Linked DNA regions of Capsicum annuum: region 2 is linked to region 1. Evidence: chromatin contacts called from public Hi-C data. All regions are on one chromosome and are shown on one strand. Each heading gives the region's core, a stretch centred on a gene start, on an enhancer-like site or on the middle of the called end of the contact. The rest is flanking DNA. Distances are from core to core; before and after follow the strand shown. Region 1 has its middle 33 kb from the start of LOC107847043. Region 2 has its middle 13 kb from the start of LOC107847271.

Region 1 (5,910 bases), core at 3,276-5,775:
AGATGTTTTACTCAAAATAAGAGTAGAGAAAAGCACGAAAGAAAAGCAACATAAACAAATAGAGCCTGGAGATGGTTAATATAATGTATGTTTGATGATCAATTTATCTTGGCCTTGATCACTCCATCCAACACAGTCACAAAGTGGCTTAATGCTTCCTGCAACACATGGCTTAAACCCTCTGCACAATGCACCCGAGCAAACATAATTTCCGATCTGTTGCCAAAACCCTCATTTTGCACTACAACTTTGTCCATTTCATCTTCACCAAAGAAATTCTTTAACTCCTGCAGCAATTCGGATGCAATGTTCTTTATACATTGTACACATTGGCCAACAACATCTTTCTTCAGCTTCACTAGCATATCCATAAAACTGTTCTTAAGCTGTTGTAATGCTTCGACAAAAAAATCCTTCATTTTACGTAACCCTTCCATAACAAAATCCTTAAATCGGACCAGATACTCCTTAATCTGTCCTATAAAGGAATTGCTTTCATCATCAGAGGAAGACATTATAGTAATACTAGCACAACTTTTTCAGATTATGAATGGTAAGGAATAAGGAAGGATAGTAATATTTTGCTTTTTATCTGATGAATTTTGTGGGATATATATACTGCTATGCTTTATTAGGTGTGTGTATGTGTGTGTGTCCAGATTACTAAAAGTAAACGAAGAAAATACTCCTTCCCTTCCTATGTATATATACAATATACATCATGTAGAGAGATTTGGTCCTTACTTCAAAAGTCTCCTTGTGAAACTGAAAGGACTAAAAGCTGGGGCCATCCACTTAAATGCATGACATTGAGCTACTTCCTTGTTATTAACTTTCCCCACACATCCACGGATCTTCAACTTCACACTATCTTTTATTTTAAATCTTTATTCGAAAATAATTCCACCATAATAGCCACCCAAAACTAATTACCTATAATTAGTCACTAAAGTAATTCCTACTTTTAGCCATTTCAATGTAGACTTCGTCTCCTTCTCTATTTTTTTTTTAAAAAAAAATTATTGTTTCATTTAGAAAAAATGTTGTCCATTTTCTTATGAAAAAACGAATTCAACTTTTCTATTTGTTTATTTCACTACTATATTTTTTTTTACAAAAATTTGTATCAAAGTGGTATAAACGTTGTATCAATTTAATATAGGGACTGTATATGTATGTGTGAGTTCCCTCTCTTTTAAAAAAGTATATCAATGTGGTATAATCGTTGTATCAATTTAGTATAGAGATTGTGTATGCATGCATAGGTTTCGTCACTTTTGAAAAAGTGTATCAATTTTAAATAACATTGTATCAATTTGGTATAAAAATTGTATATATAGGAAAGTGCCAAAGTAGCCCGAAGGCTACTAAATGACGTTAAACGTTGTATCAATTTGGTATAACATTGTATCAATTTAGTATAGAGATTGTATATGCATGCATAGATTTTGTCTCCTTTGAAAAAGTGTATCAATATGGTATAAGCGTTGTAGCAATTTTGGTACAACGTTGTATTAATTTAGCATAGAGATTGTATATGCATGCATAGGTTTTGTCTCCTTTGAAAAAGTGTATCAATATGGTATAAGCATTGTCTCAATTTGGTATAAAAACTGTATATGAAGAAAAAGGCCAAAATATCCCAATGGCTATTACGGGGTATTATTTTGGCCGACTGGCTACCATGTGGGAAACTTACCATATGCTGACCATTTGTTTTCAAAATGGCCAGTGGGTGTCCTTTCCCCTTTATTTTAAGCATTTAAATCAGCTATAAATTATGTCATTTTGACACCTTCGTTGACATGGCAAGTAAGTGTTCTACACTTGAATTTTGACGTGTGACAACCTTATTTTAGTCCATTTTTATTTAATTTTATCATCTTCTTACCCTTTTTTTCATTCCATTTTCTTCCACGATTTTTTCAAGCTCAAACTCTTTTAATGATACTTTCAAACCCTCTCTATCTCTTAGACAATAATTTTTTAAAATATTTTTTTTTCATATCACTTCTAACAATATTTTGTCTAAAAATAATGTGTATGAGAAAATAAAAAGAATATTAAAATTGAGTTTTTAATTCAAAAACGAAGAATAAAATATTGTATCAATATGATAATTAACTTTCAAAAAATATTATTAAAATACAATTTGGTCGGAGAAGATTCACTTCCAAGCACCCATCTTGTAAAGTATTATGTTTTCTTCCAAGAAACTCCCAATCATATTTAGGCTTTCTTCCGTTAATTAATTTTCTAACTTAACATTGACCTCCTCCTTTATATTTTTTCTTAGACGTATGTCTGAAATTGTGAAGCTATTAATGCGCATTTATTATCCTTAGAGAATGAGGATGGCGTTGTGGGAGAACATCGTTGAATTTATCATTCTTGAAAAATTCAACCTCCATTAATGGAGATTAATTAAGCTCAAAGAAGATTACGTGGGAAAAATATTGTGGGGGCATTTATGTAATTATATAGTAAAAAAATCACGCATTAATTCATTGGACACCTTGTCATGTGTTTTGGCCCTTTTTACAAAAATAAAATTAAATTGTGAGTGTATATAATGATGTGGCGATTAAAATGAGTTGGCACAAATCAATTGGCCATTTAATTCCCGTTGGAAACGAGTTCAATCCAAGCGTCAAAGTTGGTGTCGAAATGTGTCAAAATGACACAGTTGATAGTTGGTTTACGTGTTTAAAATGAACAACGTCCGCTTTAGGTGAAGTGAAAGTTCGAGTTAAATTGAGGGACCTTGCCATATGTTTGACCTTATTAAATAAATACTCCACAGAAGATCAAGTATTTTGAAATGTAGGAATATTGTTGGACATCTCGAAATAGGAAAGTGGACTAATAAAGTTCGACGGAGGGAGTAATATTTATGATTTTAAAAATTAACTAAATTTTAGTATTAAACTCTTCCTTATTTCAAATATATGAAAATTTAATATTTCTAAATATAAAAGTGATAAACATTTTACCTACAATATTTATCTATATCATTTAAATTGATATAACATTTAATTCTTTTATATAGTTTTATTGATGACGATAAGACTATTCTAAACTAGTATCTTGAAAAGAATGCAACTCTTTAGTAGTTTTTTGATTTTATAATTTTTTTTTATTTAAAGAAGGATAAAAATTTGAAAAAAATATTATTAATGACTTCTTGGTTATTTAAAGCAACCTCTTATTTAGAAACAAAATGAAAAGCTAAACAATCACTCATTTAGAAAAAAAAAAAAGTAGTACTGTTAACACATTAATTATTGTTTATTAAAAAAATATTAATTATTAATTCTTTAGTACATTCTTCATTTTTTTTTACTTGTCACTATTTTTTAATTTAATTTTTTATTTTTACTTGTTATTTTTGACAAATCAAGAAAAAAATAATTTCCTTTTCCTATTATATACTTAACATTAATTATTTTTATTCCAAATTAATTTCAAGACATACATCATTTAATAAGAGTGTTATAGCAATAATCATATCAATAATTATTTTTTTAATAAATATGACAACTCAAAATAGTAAAAACAAATGAAATAAGTATTAAATGACATTATATTACTTTTCTTCTTTCCCAAGCATATGTATATGTGCCGGTATATGTGTTGTGAATTCTAATTTATTGTCCTTGTTGCCCTACTTGGTGGACTATTACTTCATCTGTCTCATTTAATGCGAGGTAGGTTAATTCAGTAAGCAATTTAAGAAAGAATTTTTCTTTTTTGAAAATTTGTGATCTAAAATAAATGTATTTGGGTGGCTATAAATTATTTTCTTCATTTCATTTTATTTGTCTGAATTTAGCTTGACAAATTGATTAAAAATAATAATTAATAGCATGATTAATTTATCATAGTATCCCTTTTAAATGATGTTTATATTTTAATTTAAGAAAAAACAATTAATGCAAAGGGCTTCATGGAGAAAAAAAATTATCTCTTCTTGATTTGTGAAAAATGATGAGTAAAATGAGAAATTAAATTAGAAAATTTAAAACAAGTAAAATAAAATAGAGGGAATAATTAATTAGGAGTAAAATAAACATTTTAAAGCTAAAATACTACTAAAAGTAAAAATTTATCCTTCTTTTTTAAATCAATTAAAAAAAAGGAATCATATAAATTAGAACCAAAAAAAAAAAAGTACTTCGCCACTGAGAAAGTATATTAAGCAAGAATGTCCGTGTGGTCCATTAAATTGCTTGACGAAATTTTGTGAATAACAAAACAAAAAAGGAAAAAAGGTCAAATATATCCCTTAACTTTTAAAAATTGGTTAGTTTTACGCTCCGCTAAATTTTTTGATCATATATATTGTTGTTGTTAATAAATTTGTCATTCATACCCCTAAAATAGACGAAAAATCCAAATCAATTAAAATGACCCAATTTTTTTTTTAAAAAACACCAACCCTAGACTAACCCGACCTGACCCATAAACAAATATACACCCAATGCACCCTGTTCTTGCTGGTCCTCTCCCTCCTCCCTGTCCTAACCATTTAAGATTTCTTTGAACTGCGATCATTAAGGTCTAACTACGATTCACATTGAATTTTCTCGTCTGACTTTTGCTTTAATTTTTTAAGAATGATCTTACCCTTATTTTTCAGTTCAAGTGAAGGAGAAAAACTTTGAGGGAACACTTCTCTAGTGAAAAGAGCTTGGAAAGCTATCCGCCCCTGAGGAAAGGGTGAGAAGCAGAAATCATTAAAGCAGGAAAAGGTCACTTAAACTCTGATTGGAGGATGGTTTGTCATGATTTCATAATATACGGTACAGTATGATATAATATTGTATAGTATAGTATAATATAATTATTTGATTAAAAGTCATGTGTCATTAATTCATCGGACAACTTGTCATGTGTTTTGACTTTTTTTTTTTTTTCTATTAACCCAATTAAATATCGGACAACCTCCATTAACCCAATAACGATAAATTAATACTTGTAACATTTTATCGGTTCAATTTTTGTATATTCCTAAATTAAATTGTGATTTCTTATTCCATTAATTATAATAAGAAACTTATTTGTGCATATGAGTCTCCTTAAAATTTTAATCGAAACACTAATCAGAAATAATAATTTCATATTTTTAACACATAAAAAATATAATTCTTTTAGATAATAACATATTTGATCGACGAAAATTCAACATTTCACTATTTTAGAGTAGAGGAAAACTCAAAAGTATAATTATTTTAGAGAAAAATCAAATAATTAAGGGTAGAAGTGGTTATATTTTGATATAGAATAAATATAAGGTTAGTGCCAAGTTCATGAGGCAACTAATACTTCTCTCTTTTTTATTTTTCAATTTTTTGTATAAAACGCAAAAAATTATTACAAAGGAAAAAATGAATTATTCGTACTAAAATGTGAGGGGGGGGGGGGGGGGAGAAAAGAAAAAAGAGAAAAGAAAGGGGGTGGGGGGGGGTGGGGTTTATTTTAGTGTTGATATGACAAATCGACTTTTTTATTTCAATTTTAATGTAAATCGTAAGAATTTATTATGTTTTATATATATTTTTTTTATAAAACGTAAAAAATTATTATGTTTTACCAAAAAAATAATTAAACGTAATAATTTATTATATTTCATAAAAAGTCAACCCCGTTAATTGACCATTAAAAAAAAGTAAAAAACATAATAATTTATTACGTTTAAACTATTTTGATAACTTATTAAATAGATGACTTATTTTGATCATTTTATTTATGACTAGACTTATTTTGGTTCCGAGTTGTAACATTAACATGGAATACAACACATCTCTTGTATTTTCTTTGTTGACAGCGATTTGTGTAGTCGTTGATTAATTCAATGTCCATCAATATGCAGATACCACAACTCTTCTTTGGAAAATGTTAAGTTATTTT
Region 2 (5,958 bases), core at 1,433-3,932, 69 kb after region 1:
CTAAATGGCCATAATAATTTTGACAAATTTGATCATAAATATAAAAAGTCCATAATATCCTTACATTAAATTTTGCGTTGTTTTCTCAAAACTTTTCCCTCCAAGTTAAACTAACCTTTCCTATTCCCAAACTCCTTGAATTACGAAAGTAAAAATTCTTTGGCAATTAAGAAAAATAAAAAATCTTTTGATGTATCTCTTTTATATTTTATATTGAGACGAATGAAAAATCTTTGGCAGTCCTCGTTTAATTTTTTTTTTACACAATTTAGTTTTTAAAAATTATAGTTTAGTTGATTAAAAAAAAGTTTATGCTCTTTAGTAAAAAACACTTTTGTAACTTAATTTATACAAATTAATATTATTTTTCATTACTATCTAATAGGCCTATACAAATTATATTCTGAATGTATACATAAACTCTCCACCCAATTATGTTAAGAACATACGAATGAGTACCTCTAAAAAAATTATTTTTTCGCTTAAAATAACTTTCATATTGAAGGAGACAATTGAACTTCACGTTAATATAACTATAAAAGAATATTTTAGTTGCTTAAAATTTTACTTAATTACTTAGCAATACAAATTAGAATAGTAATTAAGCATGGATTCGAAAGTTTATAATTATATATATTTTTTAAAATAATTGAGTAAATAAAATCATGTCCAGTTTATCAATGATTAGTGTACTGTATATACAATAAATGTTTTACAAGAAAAAATACAATGTAATTTTTGAGATTAGATATTTTAAATAAAAAATTAACCGATAATGGGGCGTTTATAACTATACCTAGAAAACCAAATTAAATTTTTTTATATTATGTAGTTCCAAACAAGAATGTTATATCACCATTTTAACTACGGCTAAAAAATTTCAGTTTTTTCGACAATACTAGTTAAGAGGATGTTTTAAAAAAAATAAAATCACTGAGTATCTAATTATCAGTAAATATTCAAAAATAGACATATTTTATTTTGTATACTATTTTAAATAACGTCGTTTTTAATGTATGTAAAATAAAGTATGATACAAAATTAGGATCTATATTTTTAAGCATTATTCTTCATTTAATATAGTGTTGAAGGAGGCAATTAAACTTTAAGTTTGGTAATAGTATAAATAAATATTTTTTCTAATTAAAAATTATTCTAATTACTTAGTCTAATACACAATTTGGTAAAGTTTATGATTTCTATCACGCGTCAATATCTATCATATCAAAGCATTTTGAGTTTTGACTAACGTCAATATATTAAAAATTATTTAATTATGTAATTTGAATTTATTTAAACATAATAACTAATAGAAGAGAAATATAAGTAATGATTTTCAAGTTATCAAATCGGCATAACATTAAGCGCGCAAGATTATAGCATTAATATGTAACTCTCTTGCGTTGTTGTTAATTATTAGGCCGACACTTGTGGACTATGTGAATTCTATGATTTTTATAATGTGTCGATATCTATTATTCTAAAGTATTTTGAATTTTGACTGTTGAAATATTCTCAAATTATATAGCAAATTATCTAAGATTATAGAATAAATTTATTTTTACATAATAATCAATAAAATTACTTAATTAGAGGTCATACTAATAACAAATATAAGTAGTGATTCGCAAGTTATTACACCGGCGTAACATACGGACATAAAATTACAACATTAATGTGTAACTCGCATAGATGGATGTTAACTACGGTCGATGCTTGTGAATTATATGATTTTAATAACCTTTTAATGTATCAATGTTTATTATAGCTAAAGTGTTTTGAATTTTGACTATTATAGTTTAAATGTTTTATACGTAAAAAAAATATTTAAGTGTGATATTTAATAAAAAAATACTCATTTAATGGTCATATTAATAATAAATATAAGTAATGATTCACAAATTATTAGATCGAAATAGACCACAAGTTACAACATTGCATGACTCTCCTGGAATATCGTTAACTAAGATTGACACCTATTAACTATATAATTAATTTGGAAAGGGAGGGGTAAGAAAGTCCAAAAAAAAAAAATCAGTTCATGGTGTGAATATTCAATGGCATCACATTAATTATGGCGTGAGTATTAAATTTAAAAGAAACCAGTTCATGGTGTGAATATTGAATTTATAATAGAATTTTGAGAAAATACATAAATACTTTTTTAATGTTGGACCGTTTTTTTAAAAAGACACTTAAACTTTATGAGTATCCTAATATCTCCCTAAACAATTTTAAATCGATATTATTATACCATTTTTGGACGAAACCCAGTTTCAAAAAGTAGGTGTTTTATACGCACCAATTAAAATTTGACACGTCTACTTAATAAAAAAATACATATTTTTTATTTTTAATTATTTTCTTTATATTTTTTTCTTCTTTCTTTTTTCTCTCTCTTACTTTTTGACTTTCTTTTTTCCTTTGCACCAATAATTTTACTCCACGTGTCCTTCTTCTCCACAAAACATCTCCATTCCCTTCTACCATTACACAACAATTAGAACCATTTTCTTACAATTTTTTTTAGCACTTTCTCAACTTTGATTAAGTTATTAAAATGAAATTAATCATCCTTTTATCTAAATAAACTTTGATATTCTAAAGCAATGAAGATTTTGAGAAAAATAATATCAAAATTTAAATTTTTTGTAAATGAATTAGTGAATTTTCTAAAACCCATAAATATCTTATTGAAATGTAAATAAAAAAAATACTCCTAATCATCTTGAAATATATTGGGTTTTATAAAATTATTCAAAATGTAAAAAAAAAAATTGAAAATAAGAACTTGAAATTGAAGAAAGTAAACATGTTGATGGTAAAAGATGAGTAGAGTTATGGTGATGATTGAGAGAATTGAGGAGAGAGAGTTATGGTGATGATGATGTTGTTTTTGTTGTTGTAATTGATGTTGTTGTTGAGTTATGGTGATAAAGAAGAAACTATCAAATGGGGAAGAAGACAATGGTGGGGTGGGGGTATTGGCGGGGGGGGGGGGGGGATAGGGGGTATGAGATAATTTTAAAAATTAAATAAATATTGATGTAAAAAAAAAGATAATTATATATCAAATTATTTACACGTGGCAGCTTTTAATTGGTCAATAAAGTCAATTTTGAGCCTTTTCACACGCAGAAAATTTAAATGGTGTATTTGCAACGAAATAAAGAAGAATCGTGGGGTAATAGATCGAAGTTAAAATTTAAGTGTCTTTTTGCAAAACTTGGACAAGATCAGGGAGGTCTTTATGTATTTACTCTAGAATTTTTTAAATTATTATGTAAACTTCATTAATTATAAAATTTATTGTTCAATTTTTACTATTATTATTATTTTAATTTGTTTTACTTAAACACCATTCAAGATAAAAAATTTGTAACATAAAAGAAATTTTTTCTTAATTCTTTGTCACTTAAAATTCGTTCAACTTTGATCAAATTAACTAAAAAGTAAATTTCATCTGAATTTTGATATATCATATCAAAAATATGTCAATGGTCCAAAAAAAATTAATTACATTCGGGATGTTGTTAGAAACATTTCTAATGTTTTACTTCATAACACATAACTTATTGAGGGCACACAACATTATACTTACCTTCCTTAATTTGATATTTTTATAATAATTTTAATTTAATATTATTAATATTGAAGAAAATATGATCTGACTATTTTTCGCACTAATATATGTATTTGCATGGTAAATTTTATAAACATCTTTTGAAAAAAATAAATAAAATATTTTTATGTACTAAATTTTAAAGTTAGGATACTTTTATGTCACAAAATAAAAAAAAAAATTGTACAGTAATTTTGAATATTAAATGACTTTTATGTTAAAAACAATTGAAATCAATTTTTTATGTGATAGACTCAATGTTAGGTGATTACCCATAAATTTTATCTATCTTCGATTACAGTTATTCAGTTTTCAACTCTTGTAATTTTCACCTACAACATGTCTAGTGTAGTTTAATAATTTTCATATATCTCAAGTATTTTTTGTTTTAAATTACGAAAATAAAAATTAGAATTAATTACTCATAAAAAATATTGGTTCAGTTTCATAATAATTTTAAAAAGAAGAGAGAGAGAGAGTAAAAGTGGTAGAGAAAAACTATAGGTGAAAGGACAGAAACGACACTTCAAATTAAACAATTTCCATAAAAATGACCATGGAATTTAAATTCCACTTTCTAGCCATTTCAATTTGTTGGTATGTTCTATACCTTTCTACACACAATCTATAAAGTTTTTATACATATTTTATACATATAATATTCCATACAAAAATTGTATAATTTTTACAATTTATACAATATTTGTATTTTTTCACACATTTTATATAATAATTATATAATTTTTATACACTTTTTATATATATATTTTATACATATACATATTTGATACATATATCTTATATAGATACATTCATACATGTTCTATATAACAATTATATCATTTTTATATAATTATATTTAATTATTATTTCTAAACAATTAAAAAAAAGTAAAATATTTTTCCAGTTAAAAAATTAATAAAAAAAAATTGAAATATTTTTAAAAAGGCTGAATGACCCAAGTTGAAAACTGTATCAGTATTGTATAAGGACTATATCAGTATTGTATATAGATTGTATCTGAACTACGTGGGCCAAAATGACCAAAATAAGAAAATGACTATAAAGTGAAAATAGTACACCCGACTGACCACTTTTTGGAAAGATATCAAACTTGGGCTATTGTTTTAAAAAGTGTTATAGGATGTCCTTTTTCCAAAATTATATGCATGAATCGTTAATTGCTTGACATGTGAAATTTACTGTTATCCTTTTGTCAGTAAAATGATACTCTCGTATAACTAATTACTGCAATAATACTAACTTTTTAGGTACAATAAATTACCTCAAGCAAAATACTATAACTAAATAAATATATTTGTTTCAAGTTCTAAAAAAATTGTGGCAGATATTAAATTTTTGCTTCAAGTTTCATAACTATTTGGCATGGCGAAATGATTTTTGATTGAATTTTGTAACTAATAATTATTTTTTATCATCAGCGAAAATTTATTGTAGCAACACTAAAAACTATAAAAGGTCACATTTGATAGCGATATTATCACGATCCAAATTCGGGACCGTGATGGCACCTATTCCATCCCCCGTGATAGGTAAGCCAAATACCCAATTTCAAGAACAACACCTCAAACTCATAGAAGCAGAAGAAAATAAGAACATAACTAATCCCGAATAGTCTCATGAGTAGATTACTAGACTCATAAATTCAAATCTTAGATAATCCCAGGTCTATAAGTCACCAATATATAAGCCACTAAATACAGAATCAAAGAAAGTTTCAGTATCTTGAAATGCGAAAAATGCATAAAGATAAGGCTGAAGAATATTTCAGCAGTCTCTAAAGTCAATAGTAGCAACCTCGAATCTCCAATGATGCTAGCATAAAAAGAAATCACAGGAATCAATGTACGGAGGTCGTCGGATCTGTACCTGCACGTAAGGTGTAGAAAAAAGTAAGGGTGAGTACAGAACCATGTGTACTCAGTAAGCATCGTTGACCAGCCCTAATTCAAAGTGGTAATGCGTGACACCGCTTCAATCATCTAAAATAAACACACAACCTGCATTCAGGAAAGCCACCCTAATCTAACTGAATAGTCAAGTTTAAAAGTCATAAGAATATCATAATACACTCCAAGAAGTTCTCAATCTAGTGAAATAAGTAACACATATACAATAAGTACAAGGTCAACAAATACACCTTAACCAATCTGAACCAAATGAATCAATGCAATGTAATGCAATGCATATGCTGTGTACACACCTACCGAGCAATGACTTTAAGGTCAGGATCCATGGGGGACTCACAAGGTCTATGTACTGTGCAAGTGCGCACTCTGATCCCAATAAATATATTGTACAGGCGTGCACTCCGA

Evidence for each region. A called contact is a pair of places that touch in the nucleus more often than the background predicts.
Region 2: a contact with region 1 is called in a Hi-C map of leaf, with 1.5 times the contacts expected there. The contact joins two enhancer-like sites. A contact is called at or near these places in 2 of 5 Hi-C or Micro-C datasets (leaf and placenta).

Annotation. Positions count from the first base shown.
Region 1 is chr11:12,148,861-12,154,770 of UCD10Xv1.1, forward strand. No RefSeq gene overlaps it. Among protein-coding and RNA genes, the nearest start is that of LOC107847043, 33 kb to the left of the region's middle. Within about 2 kb of position 4,526, at least 4 of the 5 cell types and tissues checked have an H3K27ac peak or open chromatin away from gene starts, as enhancers often do. A contact at or near this core is called in leaf, where this site is marked.
Region 2 is chr11:12,219,874-12,225,831 of UCD10Xv1.1, forward strand. No RefSeq gene overlaps it. Among protein-coding and RNA genes, the nearest start is that of LOC107847271, 13 kb to the right of the region's middle. Within about 2 kb of position 2,683, at least 2 of the 5 cell types and tissues checked have an H3K27ac peak or open chromatin away from gene starts, as enhancers often do. A contact at or near this core is called in leaf, where this site is marked.